Regions from separate parts of the Pan troglodytes genome. Here region 1 is linked to region 2. The links are chromatin contacts, called in public HiChIP or PLAC-seq maps. All regions are on one chromosome and are shown on one strand. Each heading gives the region's core, a stretch centred on a gene start, on an enhancer-like site or on the middle of the called end of the contact. The rest is flanking DNA. Distances are from core to core; before and after follow the strand shown. Region 1 holds the start of PSMD9 (proteasome 26S subunit, non-ATPase 9). Region 2 holds the start of TMEM120B (transmembrane protein 120B).

The links. HiChIP or PLAC-seq counts read pairs in DNA pulled down with a chosen protein or histone mark.
Region 1: an H3K4me3 HiChIP or PLAC-seq map of stem cell-derived excitatory neurons shows a contact between it and region 2, with 2.6 times the contacts expected there. The contact joins the promoter of PSMD9 here to the promoter of TMEM120B in region 2. A contact is called at or near these places in 1 of 7 Hi-C or Micro-C datasets (stem cell-derived neural progenitor cells) and 1 of 1 datasets of contacts at active chromatin or transcription factors (stem cell-derived excitatory neurons).

The regions. Positions count from the first base shown.
Region 1 is chr10:128,722,449-128,726,430 of NHGRI_mPanTro3-v2.0_pri, forward strand. It overlaps PSMD9 (proteasome 26S subunit, non-ATPase 9), which reads left to right and starts at 2,498. Exons shown (of 6, transcript NM_001246400.1): 1 at 2,498-2,706. The coding sequence starts at 2,569.
Region 2 is chr10:128,544,426-128,548,778 of NHGRI_mPanTro3-v2.0_pri, forward strand. TMEM120B (transmembrane protein 120B) reads left to right here and starts at 2,243. Exons shown (of 12, transcript XM_024348095.3): 1 at 2,243-2,487. The coding sequence starts at 2,419.

The DNA.
Region 1 (3,982 bases), core at 1,248-3,747, 180 kb after region 2:
CATGCCCGGCTAAATTTTTGTATTTTTAGTAGAGATGGAGTTTCACCGTGTTAGCCAGGATGGTCTCGATCTCCTAACCTCATGATCCACCCAGCTTGGCCTCCCAAAGTGCTGGGATTACAGGCGTGAGCCACCGCGCCTGGCCTAGTTTTTTTTTTGAGACGGAGTCTTGCTCTGCCGCCCAGGCAGTGATCCACCTGCCCTGGCCTCCCAAAATGCTAGGATTATAGCCATAAGCAGCTTACAAAACAGTTTTCTTGAACATGCTTATACTCTTCACGGGGATTTGCTAATTGTTACATTTTGCCTCTTTCTCCCCTTGTATCACTTTCTTTGGACCACTTGCAAGTTACTAGCAGAAATCATGACACTACACATCTAAATAATTGAGCATTTATCTCGTTCCAATAAAGATAAAAGTGATTCTCTCATATAATTGCAACACCATTATCTGACTGAGGAAATTTAACACTGATATACTATAATTTAATATAAAGTTCATATTTAGATTTCACCAGTTGGCCCAATAAGTCTTTTAAAGCTGCTGTTTCTCATTAAATAATTCAAGTAAGGATCATGTATTGCATTTAGTCATTATTTCTCTCTTCCTCCCTTTTTAATTTTATTATTTATTTATTTGAGACGGAGTCTCACTCGGTCACTCAGGCTGGAGTGCAGTGACATGATCTCAGCTCACTGCAACCTCTGCCTTCCCGGTTCAAGCGATTCTCCTGCGTCAGCCTCCCAGGTAGCTGGGATTACAAGTGTGTGGCACTGTGCCTTGGTAACTTTTGTATTTTTAGTAGAGACAGTGTTTCACCATGTTGGCCAGGCTGGTCTTGAACTCCTGACCTCAAGTGATCCACCCACCTCAGCCTCCCAAAGTGCTGGGATTACAGGTGTGAATCACCACACCTGGTCCTCTGCTAATTAATTTTTTTTTTTAGAGATGGAGGTCTTGCTACGTTGCCCAGGCTAGTCTCAAACTCCTGGACCTAAGGGATCCTCCTGCCTTGATCTCCCAGCATAATGGGACTACAGGTATGAGCCACTGCACCTGTATTTCTCTCTCTCTCTCTCTCGATAATGTTAGAAATGTTAGTTTATTTTTGAGGGGTGCGGTGGCTCACTCCTGTAATCCCAGCACTTTGAAAGGTCGAGCTGGGCTGGATCACTTGAGGCCAGGGGTTCGAGACCTCAGCCTCCTGAGTACCTGGGATTACAGGTGTGTGCCACCACACCCGGCTAATATTTTATATTTTTGGTAGAGACAGGGTTTCACCATGTTGGCGAGGCTAGTCTCGAACTCCTGACCTCAAATGATCTGCTTGCCACAGCCTCCCAAAGTGCTGGGATTATAGGCATGAGCCACCACACCTGGCCCATTGCATTTAGTTGATGCACATCTTTAGTGTTCTTACATCTAGGCAATTGCATATCCTCCTCCTTTCTCTGTCCCCCACCCCTTATTCCCCATGTGTATTTCACAACATTGACTTTTTTTGAGGTTTTCAGGCCAGTTGTTTTGAAGTATGTCCCTTCTTTTGGATATGTCTGTTTTCCAATGATTAGATTCAGGGCAAACATGTTTGAATACTACACAGATGACCGCTGAGCCCTTTTCAAGACAAAATATTAGAGGCACATGGTCAGATATCAAAGTTGATTGTTTAGGTAAGCTGGGTTGGAATTTTGGCCTCACATTTTGCTAGTTGGGTAAATTGGTTATTGAGACGGTTTTCTCAGCTGTCAAATTGGGATGTAATAATCTAGCTTCATGAGGTTGTTGAATTAATATATGTAAGGCATTTAGAACAGCGTCTGGCACATTATAAGTATCAATAAATACACACTGTTACCGTTATTATTATCACTACGATTTTTAGAGGCCTTAACAGGAACATCCAGCACCTTCAACAGTATATGGCTCATAGGAATCATTCCATGAATATTTGTTAGCAGAAGGACAGCTCTATGAGATAGATTGCTATCAATTACTGCCCCATTTTACAGATGAGGAAACTGAGGCCCAGAGAAGCCAAGTAGTGACCTAGGGTCACACAGATTGCCGTTAAGTGGCAAGATACGGGGTGTGTACTCAGGCATATCGGATCTGTAAAGTGAGGGATAAGGAACCTTAATGTATTTTGTAAATCCTCCAGGGCTGTGTGGATGTGAAGAACTGAATTGGAGCGCCACGCAGCGGTTCTCTGGCGTACAGTATCCATCCATACAGTAGGCGCTCAATAAATGTCTGCGGCACGAATGAGAAAATGAGTCAGCTGGGGCGAGATCATCCCCTAGCGTTGGTGTGCAATTGCGTGGGGATCCATTGCTTCCGACGCTACTCCTGCCGGGTCACCACAGGCGCACGTGTTCCGGCAGGGCGCGGCTTCCGGTGACCCAGCTCCGCCCTAAGCCCCATCCCAAGCCCCGCCCCTTAACTGTTCTCGCGTTCGCGGACGGCTGTGGTGTTTTGGCGCATGGGCGGAGCCGTAGTTACGGTCTACTGGGGCGTCGTCCCTAGCCCGGGAGCCGGGTCTCTGGAGTCGCGGCCCGAGGTTCACGATGTCCGACGAGGAAGCGAGGCAGAGCGGAGGCTCCTCGCAGGCCGGCGCCGTGACTGTCAGCGACGTCCAGGAGCTGATGCGGCGCAAGGAGGAGATAGAAGCGCAGATCAAGGCCAACTATGACGTGCTGGAAAGCGTGAGTGTGGGTTCGGGGCGCCCCAAGTCGCCTAACCCGGCCCGGAGTCCCTGGGGTACTGGGATGCCAGGGCGGCCTCAGTTTGGGCGCTCCGCAACGGATCTCCCTGGGAGGCCCAAGGCGCCGCAAGTGCGGCCTCTGTCGGCACAAGAAGGCAGGCAAAGAACTTTAGCAACTGAAGAGTTAGCCATATTGATATCCAGCAAGAGTTTATGGAGCCCTACTGTGTGCTAGGCGCTGGTTTAAGTGCTGTGCATTGTTGAGTTAATTTAATCTTTGCAACAACCCTTTGAGATGGATGCTGTTACTCTTTCCATTTTAGGGAGGGGGAAACAGGTGTTACTTGGTGATTAAACAGCTGTCTTGTGCCTCGCTGACTGCCTTATCTTAATTTTGTACTTTTTGTAAAGACAGAGTCTCGCTGTGTTGCCCAGGTTGGTATCGAACTCATGGCCTCAAGCGATCCTTCCACCTCGGCCTTTCAAAGTGCTGGGATTACAGGCGTGAGCTACTGCACCCGGCATTTGCTGATTGTATCGTGAATTCTTAAACTTCAGTGTGTATATGAATTGCCTGGGGATCTTATTAAAATGCAGATTTTGTTTGAGGCGAGGGAGCAGATTCTGCATTTGTAGCAAACTCCCAGCAATGCTGATGCTAGTGGTCTAAGGACCGAACTTTGAGTTACAAATAAGGCTCATCATCCTTATTGCATAAGGAGGAAACTGAGGCCCAGAGTGGGGCAAACGCCTATCTAAGGTCATGTAGTTCGGAAGTGGCAGTGGTGGGTCTGGCTCAAAAGCTGATGCAGGTTTTCTTATGCCATCTAGTGTAAAATCACAGATCAGTTTGCAGAGGAAGATGCAATTAATTATGCCCAAGTAGGGTGGGATGGAATGCATTTTAGGTGATGTAAGATGAAGTTTCTTTTTTTTTTTGTCTGAGACGGAGTCTCGCTTTGTCACCCAGGCTGGAGTGCGGTGGCTCAATCTCGGCTCACTGCAGCCTCTGCCTCCTGGGTTCAAGTGATTCTCCTGCCTCAGCCTCCCGAGTAGTAGGGATTACAGGCGAGCGCCAGTACGCCAGGCTAATTTTTTATTTTAAGTAAAAGCAGGGTTTCACCATGTTGGTCAGGCTGGTGTTGGATTCCTGACCTCAGGTGATCCGCCCACCTTGGCCTCCCCAAGTGCTGGGATTACAGGCGTGAGCCACCGCGTCCGGCCATAAGATGAAGTTTCATACGGAGGGCCAGAGAACCATTTTACTGGGTGCTGAC
Region 2 (4,353 bases), core at 993-3,492:
ATGTTCCAAGACGCTTTTACATTATGTCAGACATATAAGCCCTGCCTCAGCTTCTCCCAACACTCAGCTTTTCCCAACACACTACAGCCTCGACCTCTGGAGCTCAAGTGATCCTCTCATCTCAGCCTCCCAAGCAGCTGGGAATACAGGCTTGTACCACAATGCCCAGCTAATTTTTGTATTTTTAGTAGAAATGGGGTCTCACTATGTTGGCCAGGCTGGTCTCCAACTCCTGGCCTCTAGTGATCTGCCCACCCCGGCCTCCCAAAATGTTAGGATTACAGGCGTGAGCCACCATGCCTGGCCGGAAAGGGTGTCTTTTTAAGAGAGGACACACACAGACATGCACACAGGAAAGAAGACGGTGCAACAGGGTAGAGATTGGGGTGATGCAGCTGTGAGCTAAGGAACGCCAGTGAAGGAGTCCCCCGCCACCACATACACCCACAAGCTATGAGGGAAGGATTCTGCCCAGAGCTTCAGAGGGAGCACTGCTCTGCTGACACCTTCCTCTCAGATTTCTAGATGCCAGAACTGTGAGACAATACATTTCTTTCTTTTCTTTTTTTCTTTCCTTCCTTCCCTCCCTTCCTTCCTCTTTCTCTCTCTCTTTTTTGAGACTCAGTTTCACTCTTGTTGCCTAGGTTGGAGTGCAATGGCACGATCTCGGCTCACCACAACCTCCACCTCCCTGGTTCAAGTGATTCTCCTGCATCAGCCTCCTGAGTAACTGGGATTACAGGCTTGTGCCACCACACCTGGCTAATTTTTTTTTGTATTTTTAGTAGAGACGGGGTTTCTCCATGTTGGTCAGGCTGGTCTTGAACTCCTAACCTCAGGTGATCCTCCTGCCTCAGCCTCCCAAAGTGCTGGGATTACAAGCGTGAGCGACCGCGCCCGGCCTCCTTCTTTATGAGACTGGGTCTCGCTCTGTTACCCAGGCTGGGGTGCAGTGGTGCAATCATAGCTCACTGCAGCCTTGACCTCCCAGGCCCAAGGAATTCTCGGACCTCAGCCTCCGGAGTAGCTGGGACCACAGGCGCGTGCCACCACACCCAGCTAATCTGTAAATTTTTTGTAGAAACAGGGTCTCCTTATGTTGCCCCAGTTGGTGAGAATACATTTCTATTGTTTAAACTACCCAGGTCGTGGTTATGGCAGCCCTAGCAACGAACACAGGGGGCCGGGCACGGTGGCTCATGCCTGTAATCCTAGCACTTTGGGAGGCGGATTACTTAAGGTCAGGAGTTCGAGAGCAGCCTGGCCAACACTGCAAAACCCCGCCTCTACTAAAAATACAAAAATTAGCTGGATGTGGTGTAACCTGGCTACTCCAGAGGCTGAGGTATGAGACTCACTTGATTCCGGGAGGCGGAAGTTGCAGTGAGCTGAGATCACACCACTGCACTCCAGCCTAGGCGACAGAAAAAAAAAAACACCCATAAAAATAGAAGAAAAAAGAAAGATAAAAAAGTAAAGTAACACAGGTGTCATTTGAAACTGAGGCCTGAATGATGAAAAAAGGGCACGTCGTATGAAGATTTAGAGGGAAGAAAGTTCCATGCAAGGTCAGGAAGAGAAAAAGCAATGGCTGGAGGGTACGAGTCCAGGGCGGTGAGACAGAAGGGACTGGAAAGCTAGGCAGGGGCAGTTCTTGCAGAACTTGGCAGAGGAGGGGACAGAACTGGATTTAATCAGCTTGGAGGCGGTTGTCCCTTGAGCGACAGAAACAGCTGTTAAGAACGTCACCCAGAGCGTTAGAGGGCAGGAATCTAGGATGTATTAGCTGCAGGACATAATAATGACAACGTGAAATGACCGTGCCCTCTCTGCGCTGCGCCGCCCGGCCCCCGACCTTGCTGGATGGTCGATGTCAGCGCCAGCCTTCCGGGGCGCTGGCCTGGGCTCAGGTCAGGCAATGACCAGGGGCCGGTGAGCTTTCATTTCACCTCCCCCAAATCTCCTTTCCCCAAACTCTAGACACCCCCAAAACACACAATCTAAGTCAAATAATCTCTGCAAATGCAACCTGCAGACAAGTCCCCCAACTCTTCCTGGAAGAGACAGATTCTGGAGGCGCAGAGGCACTGCCAAGGGGGCCGCAACAGACCCCGCAAGACCTTGCAAGCCTGCCTTGTCCCGGTCGGGAACGCCGCACGCGGGGTGGGGGGGGGGGGCGCGGGGGGGCACGGGGCGCGGGGGGGCACATGCGCACGCGCGGCCCCGCCTCCCAGGCGTGGGGCGGGGCGGGCCCCGGGGCGGGGCCGTGACGTCAGTTGCGCGCGTGGCTCTGGCTGCGCAGGAACAGCTGGTGCTTCCGAGGGCGGTCGGCGAGCGCGCGGGCGTGGGGCGCTGGGGGCCCGGTCGGGCAGCGCTGCGGGAGCAGCCGCCGGCACCGCCGCCTTGCACCATCGCATCATGTCCGGGCAGCTGGAGCGTTGCGAGCGCGAATGGCACGAGCTGGAGGGAGAATTTCAAGAACTGCAGGTAGGGCCAGGCCACCTGGTCCCGCAACTCTGCTGCCCGCGGTGCAGCGCTTTGCCCTTCCTGAGCCCCCCGGCCCGGGCGGTGGGGACAGTCAGGGCCTAGGGAGTGCCCCGGAGAGGCCCTGGGGGCGGACGGGAGGCATGGACCAGCCCCCTCCCATCACCCGGCGCTTCAGCTCTACGTCCACGTGGGGCGCCGGGTCGCAGCCCCCTCTTCCGCCGTCCTCCCACTGGCTCTCTGCTCCACTCACCCCCTTCGCTGCAGAAAGTTGGTCTGTGGCCTCTGAGGCAAGTTCCAGGCGTGTTCATCTGTGGGGGTGGTTCAAAGAGAACAGCCCAGCCCCCACCTCTGCAGGGTCTCCCCAAATCTCACCCCGCCCCCTCCCATCTGCTTTTGGTAGCTCAGCTCCCACCCCGTGCTCTGGCGGGGCAGCACTATCCTGCAGCTCTGTTTTGGGAGGTGTACTTAAGAGCTGTTCACCTTGAACCTCTAGGTTGTGCTTGGGGATTAGGGACCCCTATTTCCTGTCTTTGGGGGCTCTGACGCTGCTGCAGGCTGAGTTTAGCGTGGAGAGCGTCTGTCAGTTCGGACAGCTGAGTAGCCTCACCCAGTGATAGAGGAAACTCCCAGCTCTATCCTTCTGGCCCGGAGCCTTACACGGGGTGGAGTGAGGGCGGGTGTAAGGCGGGGGTCCCCTGAGAGAATGGCATTGCTGCTGGGTGTGGGGAGCGGTCCTGGCAGCAGTTGTTCCTGCTAAGAGGTTCAGAGAGGCCCCAGCTACCTACCGTGTTGACTAGAGACGCCTCAGGAAACCTTGGGGTTGACCAAGAGGGACTCGGTGACTATTTTTGAAGACAGGGCTGTTCCCTCTCCAGTCACGGGATTGTTTTTCGGGGGGTTGGTTTTGCCTGAAATTACATTGCACAGTATCACCCCAGTTCTCTCATTTGGAGCAGTGACATTGTCCCTGTCCATGTACCTCTTGTCTGCAGTTCAGTTGGCCTCCTACAGTGTGCAGAGGGGAGAGGAGGTTGCCAAGGGTGTCTCTGATGGGTCTTTCTAGACACGTGGCTGTAGATTCTGATCAATAGACAGAGGGTTGCTGGAGAGCCGGGGCAGGAATGGGGGTGCCCTTTCAGGCATGAATAGAGGGGAAGGGACCTAGACACATCTCGACCTGTCCAGCATGTGTAGGTTGATGCCTTCTCTTCTAGGGCCTGGGTCCCATCCGGTTCTCAGGGGACTGTTTTGGCTCCACTCCCACGGAGAAGACTCAGCCACTTCTTGTTTTGTTTTGTTTTGTTTTTGTGACAGAGTCTCACTGTCACCCAGGCTGGAGTGCAGTGGCGTGATCTCGGCTTACTACAGCCTCCGCCTCCCGGGTTCGAGCCATTCTCCGCCTCAGCCTCCTGAGTAGCTGGGATTACAGGTGTGCGCCACCATGCCCGGCTAATTTTTTTGTGTTTTAGTAGAGATAGGGTTTCACTATGTTGGCCAGGCTTCTGACCTCAGGTGATTCACCCACCTCGGCCTCCCAAAGTGCTGAGATTATAGGCATGAGCCACCGTGCCTGGCCCTCAGCCACTTCTTTTTTTTTTTTTTTTTTTTTTTTTTTTTTGAGAGAGTCTTGCTCTGTCACCAGACTTGAGTGCAGTGGCACGATCGTGGCTCACTGCAACCTCCGCCTCCCGGATTCAAGCGATTCTCCTGCCTCAGTCTCCCAAGTAGCAGAGATTATAGGTGCGCGCCACCATGCCCAGCTAATTTTTGTATTTTTAGTAGAGACAGGGTTTCACCATGTTGGCCAGGATGGTCTCAATCTCTTGACCTCGTGATCTGCCTGCCTCGGCCTCCCAAAGTGCTAGG